2 separate regions of the Canis lupus genome follow, and region 1 is linked to region 2. The links are chromatin contacts, called in public Hi-C maps. All regions are on one chromosome and are shown on one strand. Each heading gives the region's core, a stretch centred on a gene start, on an enhancer-like site or on the middle of the called end of the contact. The rest is flanking DNA. Distances are from core to core; before and after follow the strand shown.

Region 1 (6,893 bases), core at 1,291-3,790, 160 kb before region 2:
TTCAGATCTATTCCACAGACATTAAAACTGAGGATCAAAGTAGATATATAACTTACCCAATCTCAGGGTAATGAATGAATGAAACTCAAGTCTGCCCGACTACACACACACATTTTTAACACTACACCTCTTGTATAAACTCTCAGTTGGAATTATGAAAGAGGAGTATGTTAGTATGACTTTAGTCCACATAAACTCTGGGGTTTCCAAGCACCTGACCGACCACAACAGCCAGTAAACATAGTAGCCAATCTACCAACTAAAGGTCCATCTGAGGGCAGCCCAGATGGCTCAGCAGTTTAGCACCGTCTTTGGCCCAGGGCATGATCCTGGAGACCCAGGATTGAGACCCACATCAGGCTCCCTGCAGGGAGCCTGCTTCTCCTTCTGCCTGTGTTCTCTGCCCTTCTCTCTCTCTGTGTCTCATGAATAAATAAATAAAATCTTTAAATAAATAAGTAAAAATAAAGGTCCATCTGGTATTTATAACCACGTAAATGTAATGCTACTTTTCTCCTTCCTGTAATAACTGAACACTGCTGGTCATCTTTAGAAATAGACATATCAAAACATCTTTACAGGGGTGCCTGGGAGCATCCAACTCTGGGTTTTGACTCAAGTCGTGATCTCAGGGTGGTGAGATCAAGCCCCAAGTCGGGCTCCACGCTCAGTGAGGAGTCTGCTTGAGACTCTCCCTCTCCCACTGCCCCTTCTGCTTGTGCTCTCTCTTTCAAATAAATAAATAAATCTTTAAAAAAAAATCTTCAGAGAGCATCTTGTTAGGCAAATGGCAAGTATCATCTGTAAAGCTGAGGCCATAGGATTGAACACAGAGAGCATGAACTCAGTCACTCTACCACTCTGCTAAGTCAATTCTATCTCCTAGGCCTACCAAATGGACTAACAAGCACGATTAAATGAGGAAAAAAAAAAAAAAAAAAGACTTAAGAGTCAAGGTGCCAAACTTCTAGCCCAATCTCGGTGACCTAAGGCAAACCTTACCTTGACAGGTGTCGATTTCCTTACTTGCACGACAAAGGGGAGCTGCACCAGGTCTTCTGTTATTTCCAACCTTGGAGTCCTACAATAAATAATCTCCAGATGGAGGACACTTTATATGACTTAATGCACTCATATAAGCCATCATAATTTTTTTTTTTTTTTTTTTATTTATGATAGTCACAGAGAGAGAGAGAGAGAGAGAGGCAGAGACACAGGCAGAGGGAGAAGCAGGCTCCATGCACCGGGAGCCCGATGTGGGATTCGATCCCGGGTCTCCAGGATCGCGCCCTGGGCCAAAGGCAGGCGCCAAACCGCTGCGCCACCCAGGGATCCCAAGCCATCATAATGTTAACGACTTCTGATTCCAAAACTCTTTTAAACGATAAAAAGCAGAGCTGTAATACTACTACTAAAATAAGTATGTTCCCACAAATTATTTCAAGTTCTATTTTAGAGATTTCAGATTTATGTAAAGATTCTGCAGCAAGATTAGTGCTGGGTAAAGCAGATGGGTCTCCAAACGACTGTGCTCCGTCACCTTTCAGTACCTGGGGATTTGCGGCATCCTCAACATTCTTGGTGCCTAAGGAACTGAAGCAGGTGAGAAAGCGCAGGGTGCGGGAGTCTAAGAAAACTTTAAAATAGCGAGATTTGCAGAAGGCAACCTGATGCTTAGAGCAAGGTCCTCTTTACAAACTGATGCAGAACAGGGTAAAAAGGGCAAAGCCAGGGTTCCAGTGACTCTTGGAGGAGGATCGCCCCCGTTTCCACAACTTGTTCGCAAGTTTCTTCGACTACGACAGACATGTAGCTGAATTTAATCTATTCGAGTGGCCACCTCGGCCCTGCTACTATTCTGAATGGGATCTCAAAATACAAGACAGCGGGGGGCTAGCCCGAGGGTCGGAACCCCGGAAGCCAAGGATTTCTGGGTCTTGCGGCGGCCGGGACCTGCGTACCGGCCCAGCGGGGGGGGCTCCCGCACCGGGGCCAGCCTTGCCCCCGGGACCCTCCCCAAGGTCCCCAACGCCCAAGCTCCACCCGGGGCTGCTTCCGGAGCAAACGCCGGCTCCCAACCCGCGGGCCTGCAGCTAACCCCGCCCCGCCCGCCCGCCCCTCCGAGGCCCCGCCCCCAGGCTGCACCTCCGCGCACACGGCCCCTCCCCCACGGGGGCGCCTAACCCTAACCCCGCCCCCGGCCGCCCGTGGCCCCGCCCCTCCAAGAGGCCCCTCCGCGCGCTCGGCCCCTCCCCCACGCCGCGCCTAACCCTAACCCCGCCCCCGGCCGCCCGGCTGCCCCTCGCCCGCCGCCCTGCCCCGGGCCTACGGCAGCCGCGACCCTCGGGGCCCGGCCGCTCGCTCTCCCCGCTGCCCGGCCACACGCCGACCCTCCCGCCGTCCCGGGCCCGCCCTCACCTGAGCCGCAGGCGCGGGTCCCCCAACCCGCAGCGCTTCTCGGCCCGCGGGCTCCGGGACGCGCTCGCTCCCGCAAGGCGTCTCAGTGCGTGCACGCTCCGGGCTCGGGCGGCGGAAGGGGCGGGGCCGCGCGGGGCGGGGCCTGGGGGCGGGGCCTGGGGGCGGGGCGGGGCCTGGGGGCGGGCGGGGCCGCGCGGGGCGGGGCCTGGGGGCCGGGACGGGGCCGCGCGGCTGGGTTGGGGTTGGGCTGCAGGCTGCGCGCGGCCTCTCGGTCTCACCTGCCGCAGAAGCTTGCGGAGCGCGGCTTTAGGGGCAGCCCCGGAGGCTCCGCGGCTCAGCGCTGCCTTCCGCCCGGGGCGTGATCCTGGAGACCCGAGATCGAGCCCCACAGAGGCTCGTGCATGGAGCCTGCTTCTGCCTCTGCCTCTCTCTCTGTGTCTCTCATAAATAAATAAAATATTTATGAAAAAAAAAAAAGAATCTCACTGTACTGAATAATAAAGGTACCTATTTTAAAAAAAACATAAAGTGCATCTTTACCTGGCCGGGAGCTGAGGCCCGTTTGCAGGGCGCGCCCCCTGTCCAGCCTGCGCTGAGCTGAGCACTCTCCAGCCCGTAGGTTCCCGGGCACTGCTCCTATTTTACAGCGGAGGAAACTGCAGCTTCGTTGAGTTTCAGGGAGGAAAACGCAGGCTCGGAGCCTGTGCCCCTGTCCCGGGCCCCTGGTGTTCGGAAAGAAAGCATACACACGTCGAAGAAATACGTTTAAAAACGTTCCTCTTGTGGACAATCCAGGCCGGTCCCTTTCTCGTTCACTGGGTCTTATTAGAACAGCTTCAGACGACTTGATCCACAGCCACTCCCTGCAGTCGTGCAGAGACCATCCTTTGGTCTCTCGACTGGATGGAAATACGTCTGGGAAGCTGCCAGGCGAAAACGAGCCTTCCTCCCTTGTTGGAAAATAGTGGTTTCCAGAGAAAGCCCAGTCTTTGCTCCCCTGCTGGCTGCCCACCTGCCCTTAGTCCTGCCTGTTAGACCACGGGAGGTTCTTGAGTTAGAAACCACCAAGTAAAGGGCAGGGGAACACCATTCCATAGTTGTCATCCCTAATTTCACTTACATTGTGTGCTAACCAGACCAGCGTGATCCAGAGTCAAAACATTGTAAATTGAAATATTAAAAAAAAAAAAAAAAAAAACGGGAGGGGTGCCTGCGTGGTTTAGTCGGTTAAGCCACAACTCTTGATTTCAGCTCAGGTCGATCTCAAGGCTGTGAGATTGAGCCCTACCAGGCTCTCTGGTCCTCCAGGAGTCAGTTTGAGACTCTTTCCCTCTGTCCCTCCCCCTCCAGCAATCGCTCTTTCTCTCTCTCAAATAAATAAAAATCCTTTTTAAAAAAACTAACAATCTCAGTAGTTCTTGTAGCTTCACGATACAAACAAGGAAGATGTTTATTAAAAAAAATATTTATTAATTTTTACACCTGCTGAGTAGCACAAGACTATTAACACTATAACTCACTGAATGTACAATAAATGTTCACATTTAAATAACAGGATAGGGTCAATATTTTCAACCTGCGGGTCAGCCTTAGCATCTCATGAAGTGCTTTTTAGCCCTAGATATCTTGAGAGTTTTTTGAAAGGATAATTCCAAATCAGAAAACAACTCAAGAAGATCAAAATAATAGGTTTTTCCAGAACAATAGGAATTTTACATGATGAAATGGCTATTTATGCGGACACAAATCAAACAATAAAAATGTAAAATCTGTATGTAACCTATTCCAAAATTTTCACACTGCACTGATTGAAGTCTAGCGTGCCGATATGTCCTAAGAGAGGCCACAATATAAACATTGGCTACATACATTTTTTTTCCATATTGGTCTACAGATGGCTCATAACCAACCATCTCTTCAAATCCAAGTCCTTTTGAAAAATCTATTAACTTGGAATGAACGTGGAGAATACCTAATCTTAAAGAAGTGTAGTTTGGCTTGACTGCCACCTGCATCTCTGGTTGATAACATACAAATTAGTTTTAGATCCTTTGCCTATTCCACATAAGTACAAAAAGAGAAAAAGGAAAAAAAAAACTTAAATGGGGAAAAAAAAACAAAGAGGTCCTTTCAAACCATTTCCGTCTGTGTATTTTACAACTTGAAATAACTGGCATGAAATGAACATTCCGTTCAGTGATAGTTTTCTCTTTTCATCAGTAAGTTACTCCTGAGGAAGGGGGGGGTACTTTGCTGGTTCAAATTAAGAAGGACCCAAAAGGGCCAGATTTAAGGTGTGAAAATTAAAACTGGACCTTTAGCAAAGTCTAATATTCTTCGTCTAGCAAGTCCGTCTAGACTGGACACGAGAATATTTACAATCGTTACATTGTAGGACGTTGGGATCCAGAGTCTCTGCTTTGTGACTCAGGTTCAATATTTTCTATTGAAAACATCAACGTGACATCTTTGTTACCAAAGATAGAGTCCAATCCCTAGGGTCTACACGTTTCCCAAGTAACTTTCTCAAGTTCTTTTAGGGCCCAAATTTTCAGGGATAACTAAATGAATGAGGTCTCAGAAATAAAGTGCAAAATCTACATATTAGTTCAGTTATTTCAACAGAATCATTTCCTTTTCAAAAAGGTATCTGTACTATAAAGAAGCTATTATACTTTAGTTTATAGAACCAGTTTTAACCCAGAAATGTAAATAAAATACATTAGTTAACTTCATTTGAAATAGAAGTTAGGTCTTTCTGTTCAGGAGTGATAAGTTCTATCACATGATAATTATTCTAAAAATGTGTTGGTATGTCATAAAAAGTTGCTAAAATACGTACTGATTTCTGTGATGATTTATGTGTACAATTGGAATGCAGAGTAAAAAGGAGGGAAACTTTTCCCCCCGTTGAATTCATAGCCAACAAGACAGCAAACAGGAACACATACAAGAAAAACTGTCACTGAGGCAGATTTTTTTCCCCTCCCAAATGACAGTGTAAGATGCATAAAGATTGGATTTCTCCCACATCCATTATAATTACCTTGACATACAAATGGTCCCCACATTTTAATTTTTCCCCTAAGTGTGAAGTTGGTCATCTTTCCAAAAGGTCCAGATGAGTTACAATATGTATAAGTTAAAAATGTTAAAAAAAAAAAAATGAGGGCCACCTTTCCACCTAACCTTAAAGAATGTTCATTTTAAGACAGCATAAGAAGTACTAAAATACACTGGATGATGTGAGAGTTGAATGTACACCTGATAAGAGCAAGGAACTTATCCTTTACCAATGAATGGTAAATGGATCCTGCAAGGCAGGACAAGGTTTCAGTGCTTTTCACTTTATAGATATGTAATTATCTGAGTAATTTTTCTTGGTATCGAGATTTCAAATACCTCCTTTTTAATACACCACAACCAGAGAAGGGGAGGCAAAATTTTTGTGTAGGAGTTTAAAATCTGCTGACATCAAACAAACCTTTTCTCTTACAGGGAGTCTACCACTGTGGAGTAATAAAGTAAGATCTCTCAGACCAGGAGGTTCTGGTCTAAGTGGCTGAAGGCCAGCATCTGTGCAAAGCACTACCAATAGTAGCCCAACAATAGTTTTTCCCAAAGAGGCAAGTTGTTGTTGTTTTAAATCAGCAATAAGAAAAATCTAGACGACAGTTTTTCCTTCAGAACATCACTATCAAGCCTCTATTTCATCATCTTTATTATTATATTCAATAGGCTCCCTTTGTTAAATTACTGAAAATGCAAACTCAGTAGATGAAGCAGTTCTGACAGAATAAAATGCCCCTCTCCTTTGGTGCCATGGCTTGGAATGAAGCGGTCCAGTGGCCATGGACTTGGCACATCCTTTCTCCACCTTTGGTACAAACGTGATACACCACTTAATATTTCCACAAAGGAAAAGTAAGGCCTATCAATGTGTTAAAAAAAAAAAAAAAAAACCAACTCAGGTAACAAGGTGAAATTTCTCCACCTTGAAATCCACTTTCCCCTGAAAGATCTCCATTCCATGGCAGAAGCTCCTAGAGTCAATTTGGTAAAGACGACGTTAATAAAAGAAGCCCAAGTGTGTGTAGAGTGTCAAAACTGTGGTTTCCAAATTCTTGAGTGAATGATAAATCTTAAAAAAGAGTTCCAAGTATTGGAAGCTTTCGGACTTATGGATGAGAAAAGACATGATGTGACCGCTGGATTCAAGCTCAAGGGTAGAAGAAGTTAAGGTTTAGTGATATGCACTTCACTGCTCCCATTCCCATTGGTGGTGGTTGTAATGATGTACTGTGTGGGCTGTTGTTGGCTGGTGGTCTGGGGGTCCAAGTCACTGTGTGAAGCTGCCGGAACCTGGACTCCTGCTGAGAGAGCAGAAGCTTGCTTTTCTTCCAATTCTGGTTGACTTTCTGATAACACATAATGACCCTGGGGGGGGGGGGGAAAAGATCTTTAGAAATCTGAAG
Region 2 (7,274 bases), core at 1,061-3,560:
TGAGAATTGCAGGACTAGATATGCTCCTATCAGTGTCATCTAATAAAAAGAGGGTAACATTTTAAAGTCAAAAACAATGATGAACGGGGCAATAAACTCTTATTAATGATCCTTCAGTGACCTGAAAATGCAAATAAACTTCTTCCAGGATCTAATTTTGGATTGAAAACTCCTAAAGCATTATTCTTTATTTCCTTGTCCCATCCTATGCTATTAGAGCTCAATCTCGAATATACAGCCCCAAGAACATGAATGTCAAGCCCACTGTTCTGAATTCCGGTAATTTCCCTTGCTTTTCTCTCAACATTTAAATTCATAGAAATTTCGACATCCTTTTGTGAGCAAGGACTAAATGACTCAGGGAGCTTGCTCTGCAGAACTGGAACTTACACAGTCACTTGATACTGTTTCCATATGTACTTGGACAGAAAGTATGCACTTGGTAACCTGTTGCTTCACACAGCTTTCACCTTTTAAGTCTCTTCCTGCTTTTTCACTATTGTACATTCACTTTTCATTGAATCACGTAAATTGGTGAAAGTGAGACAGGTTTGTAATATCCACACATGATGGAGAAGAAAACGGAATCACCGGGTGGCTGAAACAACAGAAATTTCTTTTTGGGAGGCTGGGAAGTCTGAGATCATGGTGTCTGCTGATTTCTCTCCTGGATGCTTGCTCTCTCCTCTCCTCCTGCTGTGTCCTCGTATGGGTAGCTCTCTGGGGCCTACTTCTAAGGGCACTAATCCCATCACAAGGGCCACACCCTCATGACCCCATCCAATCCTCATTACCTCCGGAGGGCCCCACCTCCTAACACCATCACTTTGGGGGTTAGGGCTTCAACCTGAATGAACTTTGGGAAGGACACAAATAGTCACAGCAAGTGTTCCAGAACAAAGACCAGAACCCAGCATCATTGGTTTCAGTGTCACTGCAGAAACATGACATAGCTCAGTTCTTATCAGTGGCATAACAGAGGTATGCAAATAACCAAGGGAGCAGGTGCCTTGTTGGGAAACAGCACTCAGCCAGGGATGACATTACATCCAGTGGACTCAGGAAGAGTGACAATGTTTTCAACAGGTAGGTATTGGAGAGAGGACATTGCAGGCACAGAAAGGGCTCTAAAATGGAAAGGTGTGGGTTGTCTTTGGGAAACAGGGACAGAGCCTATTTAACCACCAAGAACTGGGCACATCAGGCAACAAGGCTGGAAAATCCAGGGTTCTTCTCACTACCCCACTGTTTACTCTGCGGACACTGTCTCTTTCTTTTCACTGTCTGTTTCCTAGAGTAGAGACCCTGTTCCCTACTTATTTGGTTGAACCTAAAGGGACTAGCAAGGGCTCTGCAAAGGGTGGTGTATAAATCACACGGCTATTGAAAGGAAACAAAGCCAGCAGTGCCCTCGCAGTGGCGAGGCCGTGCCAGTTGTGAAATGGGGCAGCAGAACGTTTTCCCAGTCGAAGTGGAAATGCAGTGGGGCAAGAAAGCAGGGAAGCAGGTCTCCTGCAGGGATCTTAAACTAAATAAGGAGGAAAGACGATCTTTGCCTAAAACACGGGAGGAAGGGGACCTGGGCTTTAGGGTCATCGTGGTCCTTGCACCCCTGGGCTCGGGCGGTCGGGAGAAGGCCTAAGGACCAGAGGTCAAAGGCGTGGAGACAGCGCCCAGCTCGGGGACGGGGACGGGGACGGGAGCGCCGATGCTCAGCCCCGCGCAGGGTCTGGGGAGGAGGAGGGCTCGCTCGTGCAGCGTGAGCCTGCCTGGGCTCCGCACAACAACATCAAAATTGTTGAAATTATGTTTTTAATACAACCATTTCCAGAACCTCGGACGGTAGTGCCCAAAGGAATCTGAAAAATACCCCGCGGGGCAGGGGAGCGGGGCGTGCCCCGAGTCGGGAGGCTGCAGGCGGCCGCAGCGGCGCAGCGCGGCCCGAGGAGCTCTCCCCGGGCGGGGGCCGAGCCTCCCGGCCTCCCGGGCTCCCGGGCTCCCGGGCTCCCCGCCTCCCCGCCTCCCGCAGCCGCGGCCCCCGGCCCCTGGCGCACACCCCCTCGCCGCGCGGCCGCGGGGTCCCGGGCGGGGGCGGGGCCGGCAGCGGCGGGGGCGGGGCCTGGCGGGGCTCGCGGTCGCGGCGGGCGGGAGGCGCAGGCTGTTCAGTCTCCTGATTGGGCCTGGGCTGGGCAAGGGGCGGCGCCTTGGGGCGGCTCTGCGGGCCGGCATTGGGCGCCGGGCAGAGGGGGCGTGGTCCGGTGAAGTCAGTTCCGGTTGGTGTAAAACCCCCGGGGCGGCGGCGCCCGGGCTTCAGATGCTTCTGGGTCGCGGCGGGGAGACGTCCCGAGAGCTCGCGTGCGCGCCTGGGAGTCGAGCGCTAGAGCGACCCGGCGAGGGATGGCGGCCCCCGGGACCGCGGCCGCCTCGGCCACCGGCAAGCTCCTGGTGCTGCTGCTGCTCGGGCTCACGGCGCCTGCCGCGGCGCTGGCCGGCTACATCGAGGTGGGGACCGGGCGGGCGCGGAGCGCGGCCTGCGGGCGGGCCCCGGGGGCCGGGGGCGCGGGGGTGGTCGGCGCTGCGGCGGGCTGAGCGCGCCTGCCCCGCCCGCCCGGCTTGGCGCGGCGCTTGGCGCTGGAGGTCGAGCCGCCTCCGCCGCCGCAGAGGCCAAATGAAAGGCATCGGGGCGCAGGGGGGCGCGCGGGGGGAGCTCCGGGGCTCGGGGTGCGCGCGGGGGCTCAGGGGGCGCAGTGCGTGCGGGGGGGCGCGCGGAGGGCGCGGGCCGCCCCCATCCCCAGCCCCATCCCCAGCCCCATCTCCAGCCCCATCCCCAGCCCCATCCCCAGCCCCATCCCCGCCCCCAGCCCCATCCCCATCGCCATCCCGCCCGCCGCGCCGCCGCCTCCCCGGGGGACCTCTGCGCCCTGCGGCCCCGGGCCCGATGCGGGGGCCCCTGCACCCTGCACGCCGCGGACGCCGCCTTTGTTGGCGGGCTGCCCCTGCACGGCCGCGGGGCCCTGGGGACGCTCGGGCCGCCCCGGGAGCAGCGCCGGCACCGGGCGGCGGGTGCGCCTCCCGCGCCCCCCGCGCCCCCCTCGGGAGGACCCGCCGCGCGGGCACCAGGCCTCGGGCGGCTTCGGCCTCGCGGACCCGGGAAGGGCCTCTCCCGCGCCGGCCTTGCCCCCCCTTTTCAGTGGGTTCCAGCGACGACGAGAGGAACCGACGAATACGCCGTAAAAACTCTGGTTTCATCCTACTTTTTTTTTTTTTCTTTTTTTTTGGGGGGGTGGGGTGGGGGGTGTTCGGAGTTAAGCAGCAGCTGCGATGCATCGGACAAGCCCAGAAACCTTCGTGCTCCGCGGTGGCTCAGGAGCCGGGATGCGCGGCGGGGCCGGGGTCGCCGGGGTCGGGGAGGGGCCCACGGCCTGGCCCGGACCCTGCGGCTTCGTGAAACCCTGTGTGTTCCTGAGCGAGACGTGCAGCTTTTATTCTTCCTTGCCTTCTCGAAATAGTGCTTGAACTGTTGGACCCGAATGGGTCTCTGATGTAGCTTTTTTTTCTCTTTTTTTCTCCTTTTTCTCCACTCTTCACTATTTCTAAAATTACAATGGATTTCTGCACGTTTGGCTAATTTCAGAGAGAAGGGATTGCATGACCTAGGCATCGGCCGAGAAGTTTCCAGTAACAACCCCAAGTTAGAATGTGTTCTACAGAATGTTCAGACATCTGCAGGGTCAGATACGTCTAATCAAGAACACACCTCCGCTGCGGCGGCTTAAAACGTTTGTATTCATCCTGCTTAAAGCTTTATGATTCTTTGCAGGAAGGGGGAAGGGAAGTCGTATTGTAAGTAGAGTTAATGTTTATATACACATGTTTGTAGACCATTATTTTTGTTTCCACACAATGGTTAGATTTCTATCTGTGATCCCCCGATGGGATGTTGCAAGCTAGGTCAGCAGGATGCGAAAGGAAGGAAAAAAAAAAAAAGGATTTTTGTCTGGAACGTAGAATTTTTAGTCATGGTGTCAAAAACCATCCTGCTCCCTCTTTTCCCTCACTTCCCCAGGGGATTCGTAGTTTAAGGCGCCAGTAGATGCACAGTAAAGGATTGGTAGGTTTTAAAGACTAACGTCCTTTCAAGTTTAAGCAGAATATTAACACCTGTATGTGTGCCTGCAGAGAAGGAAAAACCAGTTGTGGATTAAATTCAGTTGTTACCCACAACGTTGTTCCATTGAAAAGGCTGGCTAGTTAGAAGGTAGGAATTAGACATTTCCCTAAAATGGTTTATAAGTGCTGTTTTAGGCTGACTTCTGTTCTTTGGAACTGTATTTTTGACCTCACTAAATGATCTTTCAGATAATTTTTCCTTTCGTCAAGTGGGCAAAATTTTACTTGTGCATGTTTCGTTTCATTTCATTTATTTGCTGTCAGGCAAAGGACTGCTGCCTAAACCTTGATTTAGATGAGAATGGCCTAAATCGGGATGTCTTTGGGAAGGTCTTTATTGAGATTAGCCAAAGGGATTCTAGCCAAATCCCTGATCAAGTTGCTTGGCGCAGAATTATTGATTGGCGAATCTTTAGTGTTGCTTGGTGTGGACTGAATTAATCTCTTACACCTGTTTAAAAAGAAAAACCTGCCTCTGTACCGAGGTCATCTCTTTTAAATCCGGGATATGTTCTGTTGTGTGCATGTTCCCATTCGGGATTCTCCGACGGTATTTGTGCTGAAACTCTGCACTCTGTAACAATGGACATTGATGCTTCCGAGAGCCAGAACTCGGGTTCATTCTGCTACATTTAAAAGAGGGCCGTTTGACAGACAATTTTCAGGAACCTCAGATAACAAGGTATGACAACTGACTTAGAAGATAAAGAAGGCTTTGTGTTGGTATTCTGAGTGGTATAGGGAATGTCTGATTATGATTTGGGGAGATGCCAAGGCTTCTGATAGGATTAGCAGTCATCATTTTATCATGACTACTAAAAATCTTTTGATAAATATGATAAATTAAGTCTTAGCAATCAGGTCCTTCTGTCATAGAGGGATTTTGTTTCATTATCTAAAATTGGGCTATATGACAGTTTAAAGGCATGTGGCTACTGAGCTTGCAGTATGATTGCGGGAAGGAGTTTTCCACTTTATTTAATTTTAATTAATTTAAGTTGACATTTAAAACTGATAGTTCAGGGACTGGAAAACTTTTAGCTGTTTTTGATAGAATTTGGTTATGTGGATCTACTTTTTGAACTGTACATTTAATGAAATCTAAATGCAGATCAAGTATTTCCTATGCAAATTTAGCATCTGAAATGCATTGTACTGTAACATGCACACCAGATTTTGAAGATTTACAATGAAAAAAATTGTGAAATATCTCAGTAATTTTTGTATTGATGATGACATCGAAATGATGGAATTTGAAACCGTGGCTAAGTAAAATATGTTAAACTTAGTTTCACCTGTTTCTTTAATCTTAATGCGGCCACCTGAAAATACAACATATATAGCTCATATTATACTTCTTCTAGACGATGCTAATTTAATGTCTTGCCTGAAATTGATCGAGCATGCTTTTAAATGTTTTTTAGGACAATTTTAAGTGTCATTTTTTTGGTTACTTTTTTCAATTAAAAATGTTATTTAAAAAGAAGTTCAAACTTACAAAAATAGCGAAAATGGTACAAATAACTCTCATACCCGGAATCACCAGTTAATGTTTTTCCTATTCAGCATTTGCTTTATTTTTTTATTCTATTCTTATGTATTTTTTGAAGTATTTATGAGTTCCATTCATCCTGCCCCTTAATTCCTTCACTTTATATTTCCTGAGAACCAAGGAAATTGTCTTACGTGTTAGTACAGTTATCGATTTAAGGAAATTTGACATTGATATGATGTTAAAATCAAATCTGTCCATATTCCAGTTGTCAGTTGACCCAATAATGTTTTTTATAGCATTCAAAAACATAGTTATTTTTAAAGCTGAAGAGCTTAGAAGTCTTGGCAGTAAAATGTGAAGGGTTATTCATGTTTTCCAAATATAAAAAACAGATTTTTAAAAAGGATTTATTTATTTATTATTTTAGAGGGGGCAGAGGGAGAGGCAGGATAAGGGAGAGAATCTCCAGCAGACTCCCCACGGAGTGGGGAGCCTGTTTGGGGGCTCAGTCTCATGACCCTGAGATCATGACCTGAGCCCTAAATCAAGACTCGGTTGCTTACCTGACTGACCAGGTGCCCCTAAGAATCAGATATGTTTAACTTATCTGATGTTTTGACTTTGGAAAATCAAAGCTTAAGCCTTTCAAGATCTTTAATTATGTTTTTCACCCTTTCTGAATTCTTGGGCTTCTGTACTTTTTTTTTTTTTTTTTGGTAAGATTTTATTTTTAAGTAATCTCTACCTCCAGTGTGGGGCTTGAACTTAGAACCCTAAGATCAAGAGTCACATGGTCTGTTGACTGAGCCATCCAGGCTCCCCATTCTGCACTTTTTCTTTCTTTCTTTAAAAATTTTATTTATTTATTCATGAGAGAGGCAGAGACACAGGCAGAGGGAGAAGCAGTCTCTATGCAGGGAGCCCGATGCAGGATGCAGGACTCGATCCCTGCAGCTCAGAATCACGCCCCGAGCTGAAGGCAGGTGCTCAACTGCTGAGCCACCCAGGGGTCCCCACATGTTCTTTTTGACATAACAGAAGAAAAATTTTATAGGTAGTACACATTCATTGTAAAATTTAAAAAATACAGATGAATAAAAAGGGAAAAATAATCTCAAAACGTATCTTCCAGGGAAACCTCACTGTAAACATGATGTATACCTTAGTAGATCAAGTACATATATTTCGTAAAACTGGCATATATTGCATATTGGAGTTGGTACCTAGCAGTTATTACTTTGAGTTGTCCTGAAATGAATTACTGTAAGAAAATCAAGTTTTCTGTCTGATAAAAGGTAGGGATAAATCTTTGTACAGTAATTGTAGTTTCTGGGGGTCATTTGAGAGAGAATTTGAAATTGTCTCTATTCCAATTTTCAAGAGTTGTTTTTTAGTGAGATAAAGTAGATTACCTTGATGCTTAATTAAATTTAGTATTGTATACCTTGATCTATGGCCTAAGATGGAAAGTGGACCATATCGGCCCATTCAAATAGAAATAGGTTCTAAAAAAATAAAAATAAATTAAAAAAAAAAAGAAATAGGTTCTAGTCCTTTGTACAACTAATTATTTTTGCTCAATTTTTTTTTACATAAGCTCATGAAGTTT

Evidence for each region. Hi-C and Micro-C count contacts between places; a contact is called where the count stands out from the background.
Region 1: a contact with region 2 is called in a Hi-C map of blood, with 1.9 times the contacts expected there. The contact joins the promoter of NFRKB here to the promoter of APLP2 in region 2. A contact is called at or near these places in 2 of 9 Hi-C or Micro-C datasets (both in blood).

What each region holds. Positions count from the first base shown.
Region 1 is chr5:4,969,579-4,976,471 of UU_Cfam_GSD_1.0, reverse strand. NFRKB (nuclear factor related to kappa-B-binding protein) reads right to left here and starts at 2,540. Exons shown (of 27, transcript XM_038535647.1): 1 at 2,419-2,540; 2 at 1,003-1,095. It overlaps PRDM10 (PR domain zinc finger protein 10), which reads right to left. Exons shown (of 23, transcript XM_038535641.1): 23 at 3,868-6,855. The coding sequence ends at 6,655.
Region 2 is chr5:4,811,774-4,819,047 of UU_Cfam_GSD_1.0, reverse strand. APLP2 (amyloid-like protein 2) reads left to right here and starts at 2,310. Exons shown (of 16, transcript XM_038535634.1): 1 at 2,310-2,502. The coding sequence starts at 2,398.